Regions from separate parts of the Mus musculus genome. Here region 1 is linked to region 2. Evidence: chromatin contacts called from public HiChIP or PLAC-seq data. All regions are on one chromosome and are shown on one strand. Each heading gives the region's core, a stretch centred on a gene start, on an enhancer-like site or on the middle of the called end of the contact. The rest is flanking DNA. Distances are from core to core; before and after follow the strand shown. Region 1 has its middle 32 kb from the start of G630064G18Rik. Region 2 overlaps Dlc1 (deleted in liver cancer 1).

Evidence for each region. HiChIP or PLAC-seq counts read pairs in DNA pulled down with a chosen protein or histone mark.
Region 1: a contact with region 2 is called in an H3K27ac HiChIP or PLAC-seq map of heart atrium, with 11 times the contacts expected there. The contact joins two enhancer-like sites. A contact is called at or near these places in 3 of 115 datasets of contacts at active chromatin or transcription factors (embryonic stem cells, heart atrium and trophoblast stem cells).

What each region holds. Positions count from the first base shown.
Region 1 is chr8:37,055,164-37,057,863 of GRCm38.p6, forward strand. No RefSeq gene overlaps it. Among named protein-coding and RNA genes, the nearest start is that of G630064G18Rik, 32 kb to the left of the region's middle. Within about 2 kb of position 1,433, at least 8 of the 459 cell types and tissues checked have an H3K27ac peak or open chromatin away from gene starts, as enhancers often do. A contact at or near this core is called in heart atrium, where this site is marked.
Region 2 is chr8:36,576,693-36,579,392 of GRCm38.p6, forward strand. Dlc1 (deleted in liver cancer 1) reads right to left here. Exons shown (of 18, transcript NM_001194940.2): 12 at 2,532-2,700; 13 at 343-556. Among named protein-coding and RNA genes, the nearest start is that of Trmt9b, 120 kb to the left of the region's middle. Within about 2 kb of position 1,354, at least 18 of the 459 cell types and tissues checked have an H3K27ac peak or open chromatin away from gene starts, as enhancers often do. A contact at or near this core is called in heart atrium, where this site is marked.

The DNA.
Region 1 (2,700 bases), core at 183-2,682, 480 kb after region 2:
AGAGTAGTAGTTGTACTGGCTAATTTTGTGTCAACTTGACACAGCTGGAGTTATCACAGAGAAAGGAGCTTCAGTTGAGGAAATGCCTCCATGAGATCCAACTGTAAGGCATTTTCTCAATTAGTGATCAAGGGGGAAAGACCCCTTGTGGGTGGGACCATCTCTGGGCTGGTAGTCTTGGGTTCTATAAGAGAGCAGGCTGAGCAAGCCAGGGGAGGCAGCCAGTAAAGAACATCCCTCCATGGCCTCTGCATCAGCTCTTGCTTCCTGACCTGCTTGAGTTCCAGTCCTGACTTCCTTTGGTGATGAACAGCAGCATGGAAGTGTAAACCAAATAAACCCTTTCCTCCCCAACTTGCTTCTTGGTCATGATGTTTGTGCAGGAATAGAAACCCTGACTAAGACAGTAGTCATGTGTCTTAAGTTAACTAATTTATTCTCTATTATATCAGAAAGTCAATAAATGGTTTCTATAGTTAATACATTGAATAACATGATTCACCAAAGCTGATGTCATTGAGAGGAACTGAGAACATCAAATGGAGAGCAAAATGAAGAAAAGCAGAGATCTTATGATCCTAAATTCTTAAGAAGTATTTATTTGATTGTTGGAAATGAGTGTTTCAAGTGTTTTTAGAATACGCATGTTTATTTTAAAATAGTTCTTTTGCTGTGAATTAGCAGTATATTTTCTTAACTATTAGATTTTAGCAATCATTCATTATAAATTGCTTTTTTGATTTCTTAGTAATATTAGAAAACTACAGACATTGGAAAAATGTATGGAAAGGGTAAATGTATGGTATGGGTTACCTTTGATGAACCCAAACTCACAGGCGTATACTGATAGAAGAGAACATTGTGTTAATTGTCTGATGTGTGCCTCAGTGGGTATTTATCTTATTTGTTTGTTGTTTTTTTATTGCTAGGCAACGATGATATTTATATAATTGCATCACTGGTTTTATTATTATGTTCTGGAAACTTTGATAATAAAACGAGAACTCACTTTGCGCTCTAAGCTCAATTCAGAACAATTTTAGTTAAAAAAAGTTTTGGAAGAATCATGGAAGCAGCCAGCCAAGAACTAATAAATATCTCATGGACAATAAATTGCACAAGATTTGAATATAATCTGTTCTTAGTTTGCTGCAAATAATTATTCAGTGTTTTAGGATTTCCACTGACTATACACTAAAGATATTTCAATAGTTGTGAATGATAAATCACATGAATATAAACTAACAATTATACTTCTGAATAATTGGTTGGAATACCTTGTATAAAACCTAAGAGGATATAATCCTTATTATTTAAGATTCTTTCTGCCATTTGTATCAAGTGGTTAATATTATTGGCACACTTTATATTCTGGAGCCCTGATATTGCACAAGCGGGATTGGCACATTCTTGTGTCCTAGCTAATAATAACACTCATGGCTTGCAACTGTGGAAACACGGACTTGACAGAAACCCAAGAATGTCTACATCGCTGAGGGACCAAATGAAGGAACATGCAGGTTCTGAGTAAGGATATTTACTTTTTAATAAAAGAGTATGATTGTTTTTAATCTGGACTTTGAGTAAGTATCTAGGCATGTGACATTTGCCCTTATATCAATATTTGCTATTTGAAATCAATTTTGATTTGCTTGCACCCCCAGTTCACAGATCCATTTCTTCCATTTTGACCTCTTTCTTCTTGACCTGTCAGCTTCCATTTTTAATCCTTGTACAGAAAATGTATTGGCAAACAAATACTATCCTTAATGGATAACAAGATGGAGACTATCCAGTGTTTATTCAAGGATGATTTCTGATTAAACTATTCCTTTAACAGGCTTCAGCATATTTGATAGAACTAATTTATTACACAGAATATAATTATATATGTGCTTAAAATATTAAGGAGTCACATAAATGCCCAGTGGTTATGTAATGGGGAAAGCAAAGGCCTCTCTTAGGATGCTAGCCTTTACTAATATGTGTTAACTGTATTTTTGTGACTCCTCCTGTTATAGTATCAAAGTTTCAATTTTTGTGTATTATGGGGAAATGTAATTTGAAATTATCCCAGTTAAAATAAAATACAACATGTTACTATTTCTCTATAGCCACAGGATTAACCTGAAACCATGAGATGGATAAGAAAATATTGATAATTTGGCTAAAAAAAAAGGGAGAAGACAGTGCTAGTGAAGATTATTTTGCCTATTAATTAAATACCACCAAGGAAGTCATCAAAGAGCACATTTAGTTGCTGCAACACTTTAATAATGTTGTAAACTCCTGTCTTTCTTTGGAGAGCACGGTCACTCTTCATGGGTCTCCCTTGCACAACACATATGATTGTGTATTGGCATTTACAATGTACTGAACATATCCAGGTTAGGAATGAGATGGTCTCAAATACGCCTGACCTCATAACTACTATAATTCTACTTCAATTTGCAAGCCAACCTTTAAAACGTTTAGGCTATTGTTCAGTATGGAATGTCTATTTGCACCCACACTATGACATCATTTATAAATTTGCAGCTTCATCTAGAAGGAATTATCTCTAGACTTTTGGCTTGGCTATGGTGGTCTGCATCAGGTGCCCCAACCTTAGAAATAAAGATAGTCAATAGTGCCTTTATACAATGGACATTTTATGTACCAAGCATGGGATTTTTTTTTATCTTATTCTGCCCTTAAAAT
Region 2 (2,700 bases), core at 104-2,603:
GTGGCCTTGTAGAAGTAGGTGTGTCACTGTGGGTGTGGGCTTTAAGATCCTCATCCTATCTGCCTGAAGTCAGTATTTTCCAGCAGCCTTCTGATGATGTAGACTGCACCATGCCTTGGTCATGGTGTCTGTTCACAGTAGTAAACCTTGACTAATACAATCCCTTAAGTTGTTTGTGTCAAGTCATCTTTTACAGTGACATACGAGGACTTAATTCCAGGACTAACCCCCTTTGCTAGGTCCAGATAAGAATCCAATAAGGACACAAGGACAAGGCTCTAGAAGGTGAGTGATACCTCATGGGAACAGAGCCCAGGCATGCCCCTTGCATCTGATCTGTACCTTGGAGAAGAATTCTCTCGCTTCAGGGTGTTGAGGTGGAAGAGGGACGGAGCTAGGCACACAGCCAGGTTGGTGGGAGTCATCTGGTTTTCTTTCACAGCCGCTGTGACATCGCTCAGGAAATAGAGAAGTGTCTGCAGAACCTCCCGGTTCTCGTCGGGCAGGAGCATAATGGCCGCCTTGATGGCTTGGAGGCGCTGGTCCTTGGGAACATCTGCAGGACACAAGCATTGCCACCACCAACTCAGTAATTTTCCACGCACGTGGGCAAGTCCACATCCCAAAGCAAACATGGGCATCAAATACTGAACGGGCAGTTGTAGAAAGCATACTAAAGATTAATAAGGGAGAAATTATGGGCTGCCACCGGCGTCACTACCCTCAAGTATTTCCTGCCTTGTGGGGGAGTTAAAACATTTGAAACACCCACAATACTAACATGCTTTTAAATCGACCTCAGACTTCGGCTCCAGATGACACGCGCCTTAAGCGTACAGAACTGTTACTTCTAAGCACTTAAAAAAAAATCTCTAATTTGCCATCTTAATTATCAAAATCATTCCACCTTAAAGACTTTGTGTAGTTTCAATAAAATGTTTTATGTGAGACACGTGCAAGACATTAAAAAACAGGGGCTGCTCAGCTGAGCAGAAAGGGCTCAGTATCTCTGGAGACCGATTTTGACCCATTTGCCCATTCTTTAAATGGGGAAAGGTTGTGGAAAAACATGAAGCCAATTTCAATAGACAGAGCTTAAATAATGACGTTTAAAGTTTTTAGAAGGTACACCAAGAAGCAAACGTATCAAAGTGCACATCACCCTGTAGAATAACTTATACTGGAATAAGTTTGTGCCTGGCATTCCGGTCTCATTCACCAGGCAAATTTTCTTTAAAGCAAGTGGTGGAAAAAGCAAGTCACTTAAATGCAAGGTCCTAAGACAAACTGATTAAAGGGCTCCATGGTTACGACGCATAACAAATACCTCAGCAGGGGCGGGTGTGTGTGTGTGTGTGGGGGGAAGTGACCTGTGTTTTCCTAAAATATGAAAGGTTGAGAGAGAGCCTGAAGCAGTCCAGACCAGCTCCGTTTCTCATAAAATGAAGTCCAGCACGTCACTTCTAAAGCTTATTTCAGCACTAAGACGGGGCTGCTTTTAAATCATGCTGCTCTGACGTCACGAGCCCAGAGAAAGAGGAGGAGGCTGTGAAAGCCACGGTCCTCTTCTTCATCATTCACTTCCTCAATGGTTTGCCCTAAGCCGAGCCTAAAAGTGAGGAGGGCACGCGTATTGTCTCCTTAGGTGTTTATGGGAGGAACGGTGATGATTAACCGGAAAAGGGGAAAGAGGATTATTTTATTCATTTCCCAGGGAGATAAAATACACATGAGAAAAATTTGAATTCCACAGCCCTGTTAGAGAAGTATAAAGTAAATGAGAAGTCTATATAGATGGGGAGCAGGGAAGGAAATGAGAGGTGGGGGAAGGGAAGGGAGAGGGGTCGAGGTAGAGAAAGTGGAGGAGAGGAAGAGGAAGAGGAAGAGGAGGGAGGCAGAGAGGGAAAAGGGAGAGGGAGAAGGCCAGCATACCATTTTGGTACCCTATTTTTGAACACCTACTGCTCTAGATAAACGAAAGATGACAGTGGACTTGATGGTAAAAATGTACAACTGACTTCTGTACTTCCTGACTCAATAGCAACACTGATTTTCTCTTTCTTTTGAAGACAATGTCTCATGAGACCCAGGTAGCCCTCAAATTCAGTATGCAGCCAAGGGTGACCTTGAACTGATCCTCCCACCTCCATTTCCAAAGTGCTAAGGTTGCAGGTCTGCACCGTGACACCTGGTTTATGTGATGCTGGAGAGAAAACTCAGTACTTTATGTGTGCTACACACAATCCCTCTGCCAACAACATACAGTGGGTCATAAAAGTACTTCTCAAGCTATTTAGTAAGGATACAGTAAACCTATTACACACACACACACACACACACACAGACACACACACAGACACACACACACACACACACACACACACACACACACACACACACACTGTAACTTTCGAGAAGATCAGCATGCAGGTTTTTCTCTACAAAAGGATGGCATACAAAGAGGCTGTGTGCTTCAGTTGGTCCCATGGAACCCGACATCAGTTGCCTTAAGAAGAACCAAGAACGCTTACACTGGTAGATCTGCAGGAAGGTTTCGGAGAGTTTGTTCGTCATGAGGGGCTCAGGAAGATCTCGAAAATATTGCTTTAACATGTCTGCCACATCATAAGCAGACTGGCCTTCATAGTTGACATTATCTTCAGCGCTTTCATTCATCTGGCGTAGAGCCTGGATCCGGGA